Linked DNA regions of Anas platyrhynchos: region 2 is linked to region 1. Evidence: chromatin contacts called from public Hi-C data. All regions are on one chromosome and are shown on one strand. Each heading gives the region's core, a stretch centred on a gene start, on an enhancer-like site or on the middle of the called end of the contact. The rest is flanking DNA. Distances are from core to core; before and after follow the strand shown. Region 1 has its middle 130 kb from the start of RERG. Region 2 holds the start of RERG (RAS like estrogen regulated growth inhibitor).

The links. Hi-C and Micro-C count contacts between places; a contact is called where the count stands out from the background.
Region 2: a contact with region 1 is called in a Hi-C map of small yellow follicle, with 3 times the contacts expected there. The contact joins the promoter of RERG here to the enhancer-like site in region 1. A contact is called at or near these places in 2 of 8 Hi-C or Micro-C datasets (F5 follicle and small yellow follicle).

Annotation. Positions count from the first base shown.
Region 1 is chr1:66,038,283-66,044,940 of IASCAAS_PekinDuck_T2T, forward strand. No RefSeq gene overlaps it. Among named protein-coding and RNA genes, the nearest start is that of RERG, 130 kb to the right of the region's middle. Within about 2 kb of position 4,064, at least 3 of the 8 cell types and tissues checked have an H3K27ac peak or open chromatin away from gene starts, as enhancers often do. A contact at or near this core is called in F5 follicle and small yellow follicle, where this site is marked.
Region 2 is chr1:66,165,799-66,172,456 of IASCAAS_PekinDuck_T2T, forward strand. It overlaps RERG (RAS like estrogen regulated growth inhibitor), which reads right to left and starts at 2,912. Exons shown (of 5, transcript XM_027462567.3): 1 at 2,761-2,912; 2 at 1,218-1,391. The coding sequence starts at 1,278. PTPRO (protein tyrosine phosphatase receptor type O) reads left to right here and starts at 2,957. Exons shown (of 27, transcript XM_038173071.2): 1 at 2,957-3,096. The coding sequence starts at 2,983.

The DNA.
Region 1 (6,658 bases), core at 2,814-5,313:
TACCATTGATCTCAGATTTATTTGAAATTTGGTCTCTGTTCTCTGGGAATCCCTTTTTTTTGGCTTGGCCTGTAAATTCCCCCATCCAAGTCTTTCCTCCTGAAGTTATATGCCTGTTTAGAAAGGAGTGCCAGTTTCACGGAATGTAACAGAGGGTTCTATAAGTGCATTTTCCTTGGTAGGGTGGTAAGAGGACTGAAATTCACATTAAAAAAAAAAAAAAAAAAAAAAAAAAAAAAAAAAAGGTAAGTGTTATTAAAGAATTTTTGGAGTTAGTTGCACGTTTTTATGTTGTACAGAGGGTGTGGATCTCAGACACGTACCTGTGTTCAGCATTGCCTCTGGGCTGCTACATGTGGGCCTGTTCACTTGGCTGGAGGGGGTTTTGGATTGTAAAAATCTTTATTCCAGCTTGGATTTTGTACAAGTATTGAGCTTCTGCCTCTTGTTTTTACCATAGTAGTGTTTAGGTGTTTGAGGCACCCTTGCAGGAACTTACTTGAGCCTTGGTCTATGGTTTAATTTGAACTCAATAACTTTATTCACACCTTGTCATGTTTATTATTATTATTTATTTTCTACTGACATATGATTTCCTTGATTGTTTTTCCTCCCCTGATTAAGTTGTACATATTCTGTGCTCTTTGGTACTGATTCCTTTGAGTATAGAAGCCTGTGGTTCCCTACATAAGACACCATAAAGTTTTCTAGCCTGTTACAGGACCAAGTGCTGTGTAGATGCTTGTATATTACCATTTTGGATACTAATAAAAATAGCATCTTCACTTCTTTCTTTAAAGAGAACCATCTCTGTTATTCCTAGCAAGACGTGTGAACCTTCAGTAATTCTCAGTTCTTTGGCGTTTGTCTGTGACCAGACTGAAAAATTGATGTCACTGGGCTTTGGACCATTCCATAACAGGGGGAAGTGTCTTCTGTGCACTCCAGAGTTTGCCAACATCAGTGAGAGGAACATCTGTTCTGCAGGGTTTTGACGACTGGCCACCTCTTGGTTGGGAACACCACGCCACAAGGTGGTAGTGCTGCTCAGGTGACAGTCTTTGGTGAGGGCTTTCCCAGAAGGAAAGAAGCAAGTTTAAATTCACAAGCAATTTTCAGCTGTAAACTGATCTGAAAAAGTCAAGTAATGTAATCTCGTCTTCTCATTTGATTAACTGTGGAAATTATGCTACGGGAAAAACACTTAAAGGTGTACTTGGGGGTCTATGAACTTTATGCCACGATTATGTATTTGTATTTAATGACTTTTTTGAACTGAGTGTACTCTTTTTAATATAGCACAAATGTACTGTGCCTCAGAAAGATGAAGATATATTTTTTTTCAGTTTTGCATTTCAGAAACCCAATGAAATTTTGCAGTGATGTCTTTAACCTTCAAAACATATAACTAGTGAAATGTAGGCAGATATGTCTGTGAGTTTGTTTCTTCAAGTACATAACACAAGAAACAAATGATACAGAATATTACTGTGTCCCACAATTTTATTTTATGACTTTTTCTGGGTTATTTTTTATATCCAGGAGATATATAGGCAAGAATTCAAATATTTGTTCAGGGAATCTCAGTGAACTATCTAAAGTGAAGGGTGATCTTTCCTCTGTTTCCATGTTCTCCAATAAGCTGTTTCACATATTTCAGATTACATAAAAATGGAAAAATTCTCTTTTTTGGGGTTGTTTTATTGACTTCTTTGGGTGCATACCAGAGACAGATTGTTCCAAACTATTCTTTACTGAGAACCAGTTCTGAAAGCACTCAGCAAAAGGGCATGTGCATGGGTTTTCTGCATTATTATTTTTAATTAATCTTGCAGGGGGAAAAGACCACTGTACTTTGTACAGTACTTTTTAGATCTTTTGGGAAAAAAAAAAAAAAAAAAAAGTCATCTTCAGGCTTGTGAGAGTTTATCAAGAATTGTCATTTTTCTTTTTTCCTTTCCAGCCACTGTCGAGAATCATTGTCTGTTTCCTTCACCATTCCCTCTGCATTCAGTCCACCTGTGCAGTGCTCCATTATTTCTTTGAATATAGTGAAATTTATTTTCTTAATCCATTTTGATATCCTATTTTCACAAGGTAGGAGGATTTTAATTTATATAGTCTGCTGAGCTCCGTTGTGTTTCCCTACGTCTTCTTCTTTGCAAGCAGGCTATTTAGCCACCTTCCTCCTTGTTGTGATTCATTCTTCTCTGGTGACAGCAGTTGTTTCCCAGAAGGCAGCTGTGGAGATTCATGATTCAAAGACAGTAAGGGAATCTCTGGGGCAGCCAGCAAAGTCTCTGCAACTGAGGTCCCAAAGGGAAAGCCATTTCAGGTTGTTCCCACAATCCAGCAAAAACACTTTCTCTTGGCTAATTATTTTCTTCAGGGCTTGCCTTCTCTGCTCTTCTTCAAAAGCCTTTTTTCTTAAAATCGGGAACTGTTGAACCTAATCCCTCCATCAAGATTCTTTTATCTCTCTGTGTTATTTTATTCTACTTCAGCAGTATAAATTAATTTTCAGACTTGCTCAAACAGCTCGTGAAAGGGGTTGCTTAGGCTGAGTATGGAAATTTTCTGACCTGGACTTTGAACTCTGCTTAGTTTACATGTTTGCTGGCATGTGAATCTAGAAATCAGTATAGCTCAACCTGGGTCTTGCTACACAATTTAGGTCTGAAAAGGATCCAAATTAAAGATGTTCAGACCTAGTGTTTCAAATCATCTCATGGGAGATACATGTTCCAGCTGTGAAATTTGGAACTTTGTTTGTATTCCATTTTCTTTCCACAGTTTTGAACCTTTCTCTAATGATAATAAAATTCAAGCAAAAAGACACAGGAACAGAAACATCATTACCTCTATATTCTTTCTCTCTCTCTCTCTATTTTTTTTTTTTTAATTCTGACACCTTGCTACCAGATAGACACAAGCACACTCAGTACATAATCCTTGCACTGATGGAAAGCTGAAACTCATGAAGTCACTAACAAATGCGTTGTCCAATAATATGTTTCTGGTCAAATTCTGCATGTCCAGCATTGTGGGTCTCACTGTAGTTTCACTGAGGAGAATGCTGGCCCCAGAGATTTTGTTCAATGCTGATTTGAAATTCAAAAGCTATAACTGATTGTCAGCATCTTCTTCAAGCTTCAGTTCTACCTGCTGCTTCCTTTAAAACTATTCAAGACAGGACTTCTTGTAAATTCTGTTTTATCATACATCAAAGCATTAGCCATGCTACTCTACTATTTTAAAAGATGAAATCAGAGTAAAATTATCTATGAGAAAATTCTGGGGAAAAAAATGCCAAGTTCATAAAGATACACATGTGTAAGTATCTTAAATTCAGACTATTCTGTTCAATTTACAGTGAAATTATAAAAAGAAAATTGTTTGGAAATATATCTGCAAAAAAAGACCTCTCAGGTAAAAGCAAATTTTGAAATTCTAAACATTCGCCACTCTTCCAGTTATAATCCACCATTTCTCTTTGGTCTATTTCTTATCTTTGATGATTTGCTCTCATCAATGCCACTAACTGGTCATCAAACACATTTCATATGTGAACCTCAGAAAAAGGAATATGTCATTTGCCCCATTTAAGAATAAAAACCAGTCTTAGAGAGAGCTGAAGTGACTTTACTGAAGTCACATAGTAGGAAGAAGACTCAAGGACTCCTGCCTTTAGACTCGCCAGAATCTATAAACAGCAAAACAGCAACAAATTGGGGTTTGTCTTCCCCCTCACCCCATTGCCGCCCTCCCTCCCCTCTCTAGTTAGTTACTTCGTATTAGAGATCTAAAACTTTAACTGAATCTTCAAATTTAGAATAGAAGAGAAATGTGGGAGGAAAAGTGAGGGTGGAAACCATGTCCATGATACAGTTTTCTGTGGGAATTAATGGGTTAAGGAAGCAATACTTGACCTTGAAGTGTAAGAGGAGGGGACTGTGTTTATCTTTCTTTAATTGTCTAGTAAAACTTTCAAAACCTTGTGTACTGCAAAGAGCTGGCAGAGTAACTACAACACAGACACATTTACCTTCACCTCTGGTAACCTAGCTCTGTGGTTGAGAAGCACGGCAGCAGACCATACTGTCTCCTATTATGGTTTCTTCATCTCAGTAGTCTGGATCGACTTGAGTAGTCTCTTTTCAGTGTGTAATAACCATGCAGTCTCAGCCATCTAGGGTGAAATTCCCTGGATGGAGAGAGTCCGTTTCCAATAAATAGCAGAAGATGTCAGATGTGTGACTGAGGTGTAATTGAAACAAGCAGGTCAACTTCATTAATAAGCTATGGCTCAGGAATCCTGAAGGCATCAATAAGCATTACTGTCTTTTTGCTTTAAATGAGCAATCAGAACCTGATGCCAATGTAGACAGGAGTTTTATAGCAGAACCCAAAGCAGACTCTTGGTCTTTAAACACCTCTTAATGTTTCTTTGTAGCTTTAGATGAACTTGAAAGAGGTCTGTTCCTTTCTGCTGAGAAATAGTACAGGAACATCACTGGAGTAGTTCCTGTACTGGATCATTCTATATATGTAAATCGAAAAAAGAAACGTCTGTCATTCCTTAGGGGAAAAAAGCCATCACTGTTCTCACTCTTATGATTTCACAGACTGATGAACTCGTGGATCCAATTCAGTATGACTTCCAGCACTGCCAACTAGGACAAAGAAATGGCAGCATCTCTTGGGTGTATTTTCTGTTCTCTATGTGCAGCATCACGTCTGGGAGAAGATTTTTTCTAGGGCAAACATACACTGAGGACAGGGAAAAAAACAACATTGGAGCAATTGTGATCTCAGTGAAAAAGATACAAAGCTTAGTTTCAGTATACTATATACAAAAAATCACTTGGTTTGCCCTCCTCCCATCACTTTTTTTTTTTTTTTTTTTAATGTGAAATAATATTGAGTATGAAATCACATGAAGTATTATAGAAGGTGATCTCTTCAGGATGCATAACTGACTTCCTGAGGACAAGAAACACTCGCAAGAGGAGAAATAATGAAGTGAATGACTGCAGACAATAAGGTTCAGGTGCTCTCAGCTTTTCCTGTTTACCAGGAACATCTGACATTAGAAGTAAGAACATAATTTGCTTTCTTTGTGTAGTCAATACTTTTCCTTTCAACTTATAGCATTAAGAAGATGCCAATTATTGGACTATCTTTTTCTGCAACCCCTTCTAAGATAAATTCTCATTATTGTGAGTGAGGAAGGAAAGTCCTTGCTATAACGCAATGATGCAAATTTATGCACGCATCTATCATAGGAAAAATCTCCAGATTAAAAGGGAAATAACAAGTAACAGGGAGATTTTCTTTTAGAATTTAGTCTGCATAGAGGCCAAAATTTGAAGTGTGCCAAGTATTACTGCTCTAATCATGTACGGTGTTAGCCATTTGCTCAGCACTGGCCAGAATATATGAAAGAGAATGTAAATCTCTCCAAAGAACTTGATTTAAGTAACATACTTTGAACTCTTCTGGTAAGTATCTTGGAAATGAATGTTGTTGACTTGGCAAAGAAGGTGATTTTTTGACTGATTTGGAAGGGAGAAGATGCTTATACAGAAGGGTAGAGAAAGAAAATAAACCAGCCTTAAATGGTGTCATTAGTTGAATTAGAAGAGTGCCAGACAGGTTAATGGACCCAAGATGGAGGCAGACTTTGCGGAAAAGTGGCTCAGCATGAGTTGTCAAAGCCTTTGAAGGCAAAGCTGGTAATTTTTGTTGTTATCCCTAATGGTGTGGTGGTTTTACCCTAGAAAGACAGCTAAACTCCACCACACCGCTCTCTCATTCTCCCTCCTCAAATGAAGAGGCAGAGAAAACATGATGGAAAAGGGCTCAAGGGTTGAGATAAGGACAGGGAATTTGCTCACCAAATACTGTCACAGGCAAAACAGACTCAGCGTAGGGAGATTAATATAATTTATTGCCTATTACTAACAGACTAGAGCAGTGAGAAACTAAAAACAAATTATAAGTACCCCCCCACACACAATCTACCCTCTTCTATATCTTCCCCCCCCCAGCAATTCAGAGGAATGGGGGTTGTGGTCAGCCCATACAGTCCATAACTCTCAATCATTTGCTGCTTCTTCATCATCTTTCTTCCCTTGCTCCACATGGGGTCCTTCCCAGGGGATGCCATCCTTCCCAAACTGAGTCTGTGGGGGCTGCCCACAGGCAGCATCTCTCCAAGCACTGCTCCCACACAGCTCCGTCCCACGGAGTCCATCCATCCCCCAGGAGCAAACTGCTCCAGCATGGGTCCCGCATGGGTGGGCGGTAGCTCCCCCCAGACCCCCTGCTCCTGCGGGGGCTCTCCATGGGCCGCAGCCTCCTCCAGGTCACATCCACCTGCTCCACCGGGGGCTCCTCCACCCATGGGGGGGCTGCAGTGTGGAGATCTGCTCCATGTGGGACCCATGGGCTGCAGGGGGACAGCCTGCTCCGCCAGAGACCTCTCCACAGGCCGCAAGGGAACTGCTGCTGGGTGCCTGCAGCACCTCCTGCCCTCCTGCTGCACTCACCTGGGGGCTGCAGGGCTGGTTTTCACATCTTTCTCCCAACTGCTGTTACGCAGCTGTTGTTGAAGCAGACCCAATATATATGGAAAGGTTATAAATTAGTTTTTAAA
Region 2 (6,658 bases), core at 1,662-4,161, 130 kb after region 1:
TATTCAAACAGGTAGAATTTAATCTGCATTGGCTTTGTTTAAGTGGTGTAATCTCTAATGACCTCTGCCTCATATACGCCTTTTTTCCTGAAGGCTGACAGAACTACTTCACTGATAGTGTTCTGCTAAAATACCTTTGGGGTAAACATACTTTCATAAACTGGTTCCAAAGTTAACGAAACGATAATAGCAGTTTGTGGGCCACAATCTTGACAATTCTAACATAAAAGTGACTTTGGGGAAGCAGAGTTGTTTGACAGCAGCTGAGAGTCCAGCCTAATGCTCTTATAAGTGTGTCCTATCCCTGGCTTCTCTCATGCAGATTTCTCTCAAATAAACAGCGCCTTAAAATTCCAGACTGGTACGGGAGCATGATTAGACTGAATCTTCTTATTTCCTCATCCTTACTGTGCAAAGACATGTGAGAGTGGTCCTCAAGATGTCAAGTTAATGCAACACCGCTGAAGTACCTGAGAAAGCTTGCAACCCTAGGGTTACATTCATTTGTCTCATCAAGGGAAAGGCTGTCTAAAGAAATGGATTTTTAACATTTATGCCTCCCCCTTGTGTTTCTCCTGTATGAACTTACCAGACTATGTTTATTTCTGAAAAGATCTCTCTGAATGCAAACTTTACACATCACATTTCCTTGGTTTCCTGCTAGGTACATAAATCCAAGAGAACACAGAGGAAAAAAATCCATTGAGGTGCTAAGCCTAAACTTTCCCACTGAAATCAACAAGAATAACAGCAAGCAACACCTATCAGAAGTCATCCAATATTTAACAGAGGGTCTGATCTTAAATGGATCATAAAGTAAATAACAAATAGGAAAAATAATACAATTACCTCAAACATGCACAAGCTGTGAAGGAACAAACTGAATAACACTAACTGCCTCTGTTCCAGTGGAAAAGAGGAGGAATCTTGCCTCTGGCTTCATGAGAAGTGACACTGAGTTGGTGTGTGAAGTTCTTGGTTTTCTTTTTTTTTTTTTTTTTTTTTTTTTTTTAAGCAATAGAAGTACTTTTATTTGGAGAACCTGGAGAAAGTAGTATGAAAAGCAAGGAAGAGAGAAGCCCTGGCCTTATCCTGACCTCTCTGACAAGAACAAGTTCACAGCTGTCCTTTTGCACAAAGAGTTTGTACAGTGCTGCACAGAGGGAGTAAAAAGTTACCTGATGACAAGCAGAAGGAAAACCAGACAGCAAACATACCTGACTTGCCCACGCCAGCTCGACCAAAGATCGCCAGCTTCACTTCTGCGCTCTTAGCCATGCTGGAGGAACGGAGTGTCGACAAATTCACTTGATTATCAAAACTGAAGCAGAAGAACCGTTCCCAGCTCCTGTCTTCAGCTTCACCATGTCATCATGACGTCAATGCAGAGCCTGGGGATGAACACCACGAGGATGGAGCTGCAAGGAGCCAGGCGCTCCCTCACTCCCCCTTTTCTTTTTTTTTTTTTTTGAAGTCATGATAATTGATGCTATGCTCCAGCTATAAATGTTGCATTAACACCACTGACACATTTGGCACTGTTTTTACAAAACCTACAGTAAGCTTTCTAGCTCTAGCTGTTTGTTTCAGGCTGGCACTGTAATACTGAAAGAGGTACTTACTCAGCCCAAAGTACCCACCTCACAGCTCCACATAAGGTGCCTTGTTCTTTTTTTGTCCTTAGGATGCAATTGCTTACATTTGCTATATTTGCCTTAACTCTGATGAATTAGTTTTTGTATTTAAAAGCCATGACCACTCAGCAGTGCTGCCTGCAGATAGCTGATCTTTCCTCAAGCCCTCCAATTCCAGAAAGGTTTCGATTACTCAGCTGCAGTTGCTTAAAAACCTCTAAGCACTTGTACCTTGCTCATTCTGCTAAACAAAACCATACCCTGAAGTTCTCTAGCGCTCCTGGTTTAAGCTGCATCAAGCCTCATACATAACATTAGCAAAACGTGGGGTTAGAAAAAGGATGCCAGAATTTCTGGTGATACGCTTTTAACCGAACACGTAAGAATTAGCTCTATGCGTGGCTGTGCTGCATGACCTTGAGCAAGTCACCTGGCATTTCCTCATCTCCTTGACTTCTCTGTCCTGCACAGCAGATACAATACCACTACCCGTCTTTGTAAAGTGCTTTAGGATCTTGGGCAAACACTGTTAACTGTGATGATGATGATGACCTTCAACCCTGAGTAAAACCTCAAAAATTTGTCTCCCTTCAAAACAGAGTAGAACTTTATGAACGCAACCTGTTATGAAGGTTTGCCATTGTGCTAAAATGACCTCTAGAGCCGTACATCTAACGGTGACACGGGAAGCTCTGGGTTATTATTACCTGCTCTAAAGCAAGCCACGTTTCAACCGTGTTCCTTGAACCGAATGCCTGAGGATTCTGTCTCTCGGAAACAGCTCGGAGAAAGAGCGAAGCGTCCTCACCCGGAGAAGGGTACCAACCTCCCTGCGCTTGATTTGGCGTACGAGCGAGCCTCAGCCCACCGGGCACGACCCGTTAACACTCCCCGGGCGCTCATCCCGTGCCGGGCAGCCCTGGGGAGCTCTCCGTGTCCCTGCCCTCCCGGGGCAGCTCCCCGCGGCCCCTCACCCATCCCCTCCGCCCGGCACCGCTCACGTTTTCCAGCAGCCAGCGACCCATCGCCGCCCCCCTGCAACTTCGGCTGGGCTCCGCTCCCCGGCAGGTGCCGCCCACCGCTGCAGGGCGACCCCGGGCCCCGCCGCCCCCGGCTCGGTGCTCACCTCCTCGCCGCTCCGGCCCCGGGCGCTCCCGCCGGAGGCAGCGGCGCGGCCGCGCACTGCGGGCACCCCGCCCGCCCCCCGCACGGCTCCGGCTCCGGCTCCTCCGGCGGCTCTCGGTGCCCGCAGCCCCGCGGCGGCCCCTGGCGGCCGCCGGCCGCAGCTCGCCCGAGCCCCGCAGCTCCCGCGGAGGGTGGGTGGGTGGGCGAGCAGCACCGCCCCGCGATGCTCCCCCTCTGCCAGCCTCTCCCGGAGCACCGCGGGGCTTTCCTGCAACTCGGCGTGCTGGGCTGCAGCGCGGCTTTTCGTGACGTGGGAGAGTGCCTCTTGTTCGCCTTGGTAAATCGTGACTAAAGTCTCTGCAGGCTCGGCTGCGTCTCAAGTGCTCGCTGTCCTTCGCTCTTATTTGCTTGATGCTGCTCTGCGGTAGCACCCTGCACAACTCTGTGTAGCGTCGGGTGGGCTCTTGCTGTCCCTCAAAGTGGCGGGCAGGTTGTTTCATCAGACTGTTTTCTACTAGCACCTCACTTCTCATGTGGCGCTCCTCCTCTGTGCAGCCCCCCATGAGTTATGGCAAAGGAAAGCGTTGTTATTTCAATTTGCAAACGGGGAAAATGAAGCATGTAATTGCATCAGTCCGTCCAAGAGGTCAGAGCCAGGGATAGAGCTCTGACATGGTAGGACCAAATTCATCGGACAACTCTTACTTCCTTGTTTATTAAACCACCCGGTAATGTAAAGATACATTAATAACAGATGTGAAGCAGAGCTCAAAAGCACTTAAAGTTCGGTGGATGTTCCTCCTATGTTCCTGTTCCAGCCCAGATCTGAATGAGATACAAGACAAGTAAAAGAAACAGCTCTCCCCTCCCTGTCCTTCTTGATGCAAAATTAAACAAAAGTTGGATTGGAAAAGATCTTCCATGAACCAAGGCTCTGCACAAGAGCACGATGAGCATTTAGGAGGCAGGGCATCAGCCCGGAGGAGAAATGAGCACCTACTATTCCCTACATGCTGTGCCAGCTGCAGGCACTCGGGAGCAGATCTTAAAATAGTTGTACTGCATATCATTCAAAAGCAAAAAAATTAGAAGGCAGATGTGAAAGCAGTAGTGTGGTTTATGCTTTACTTGTTAAAAATAAATGCTGAGGCTTTAAGCCTTCATTCTTTGTTTGGTTTACATAATTTAGAGGGATTAGCTTTTTCCATCCTCCTAAGAGAGCAACTGGTGAGTGTCTATTTTGCATCTGGGGAAATGTGTGTTAGTCTCGAGGCCTGACATTTGTTTTGTGTCTATGGAATGCACCCTGCATGGGGCTGTCAAATTAAATATGATAACAGGCTTTTCCAAAGCAGTAGATAATTTATTGGTCATTAAAAATCCTAGTCGCTGTGCAGTCTGCTTGCGATGAAGTCTCTTGTTGCCAGAGCATAAGAATTCAGTAAACACTAATCCTGGACACAGGCGAATGTTTCAGACTGTTGACACCCACAGGCCCGGTCCAGGACCACTTCAGTTGCTGTTCATTTCCTCTGGCCTCACTGCACTTATCCTACATAATGTTGGTGGGTTTGGGTGCGGGTTTTTTTTCTTCCTGAAATGGGTTTTTATACCCATACATCAAGGACTACCTTGCTTTGTCCAAAGTGATGGTTTGCCTGCAGTTGTGGCTGGCAGTGTGTTTTCTCACTGGCTTTTCCACTTGTGCCGATTGGAAAACATGCTTATGGGTATTATCCTTTCCTTCACTGGTGCATTGGGAAACACACCCCTTTATATAGGCTCCTTTTCTACAGTGTCAAAGCAGATTAGTGTGCCTGCCCGCTGTCATCAGTGACACAAACCTGTGGCTTTGTGACTCTTAGGGGCAGCACTGCATGTCATAAAAGGGCAGAGCAGGTAACCTCCTCCCATTTAGTGAGCTCAGGCATTGCCGACACATCGCTGCTAAATGGCTGGGCCCAGCCATGCTGTGAATTTGGGGACTGAAAGTCCTCGGCTCTGTGGTTTCACCAAGGTCTGTAATATGGGCCTCCACCTCCCGATGGAAGGGTTATACCTGCCCTAGTGCCCCTGTTGTCCGCACCTGGTTGCATCCCTTTTGCTGGGGTCCCACAGCTTGTCCAGAGCAAGGATTTTGGCTCATTTGAGGTCTGGTAAGTACTTGCAGTCAGCCAGTATCTACAGCCAGAGGATTAGACTACAAAAGTAAGTTTGTCAGTAACATTAACTACTGAAGAGCAGGTAATAAAAGAGGAAAGAGAATAACTTGAAATGCAGGTGAAGTCCCAGAGTCTAAGTCTAAATAAAATGCTGCTTCAGGATCAATTAGGAGAGGTACATCCAAACAGTGGTAGTTGACAGAAGTATCTTAGAAAGACTCACAGTTTTAGGTACTAGTAAATAATACCGCCCTGGCTTAACAAGATACTTTAGCACTGCCAAAGTCCAGAGTGTTCTTTCTGGCTGGCCTGGGGGTGCCACCTGTTCACCATCAAGCATCACTACTGGCATATGATTTTAATTCCTGATGTTTAAGGTGTGTTTTCTGGAGATGTTCTTGTTGTGAAAAACAATGGTGTATGTTTCCTGAAAGGTGGTAGAGGGAACTGCTGTGACACTGCAGGCATGATATAGATAGCCTGTAACGAAGATGTGTAAAGAGGAAAGGAATGGTGCTATTTTTCCTACCAAAGCTGGAGTTTCTATGGTAGATGACATTGTTGCAGGTTTCAACTTCTGAAGCTAGATTTGAGCATGGAGTTTGGTGGGACTCATAAGAAAGGAAAAGATGACAGAGACCTGATTTCACAAAATCATTTGGAAGTCTCTGAGTCATATAGAAATTGGTGGCACTTTGTCTTCTGAGCACCTTTGTGCAACTGAGTCCAAGTGTCTGCAAACTGTAGAGCACATCATGCCATTGGTGGCACAGACAAGGAGACAGACCCTCCTGGTAATGTTCCTGCAGTAAGGAAGGGTTATTGAGCTCAGGATCCTGCAGTAAGGAAGGACTATTGCCTTTGCTGATGCTTTGGAAGAGCAGCCTCAACCTGCAGCAAGGATTGCTCCATAGCAGAGCACACCTGGTCAGAGCTGGATGCTCGTCTCAAACAGCAACCCATCAGTGAGTTGCCTTTGTAAGGGTACCCTTTCTACCAGCGCTATCCTGAGAGTGAGATGATGTTAAATTAGTGGTAGAAAAAAACACTGGATAAATAGCACATTAACACAAATATTTGTAGCTATTACTAAAGGTTCACAGGGAAACATTCGGATTGTTTTCTTCATTTTCACAGAATATCTTCCAAATGTTTCTGTGTTGGCTTCCAGCAATGTACATAAATCTGTTCAGTTATGCAAATCTAGTGCCATGAAAAAAAATTGCAACTTTGTTGTTAAATTATGGACAAACTTTGTTGTTAGTTTGGTTTGTAGTCACTATGAAGCACTGCTGTTTTAAATTAATACTGCCTTTTCTCATATTTTCCCTCATGGCTCATGAAACACTGAGTTTATAATGATGTGTTTTCTGAGTGTATGTTAGGTCCTTAAAACTTTTCTTTCTCTCAACTTTCTTCACACTGTATATAAGAAAAAAAACAAACACGTATTTTTAAGACACAGGATTTATTGCTTAATAGGTGTTTATTTCTAGTGCAGCAAACAAGACCACAATTCTGGAAATGTTTGTTTGCATTTAACTTTACACAGGCAGGCTTAATGGAGTAGCTAAGGAAGCTACAGCTCCCCGATTAGTATAACTTGATGCCAGGCTAACTGTGGGTCACCTCACACGGAAATATCTATGCAAGTACAAAATCCCTACACATACGTTATTACTGTGATTTTGCTGTATGTACAATTAGTACAAGCCTTAATGGAGATTTAAAATCCAA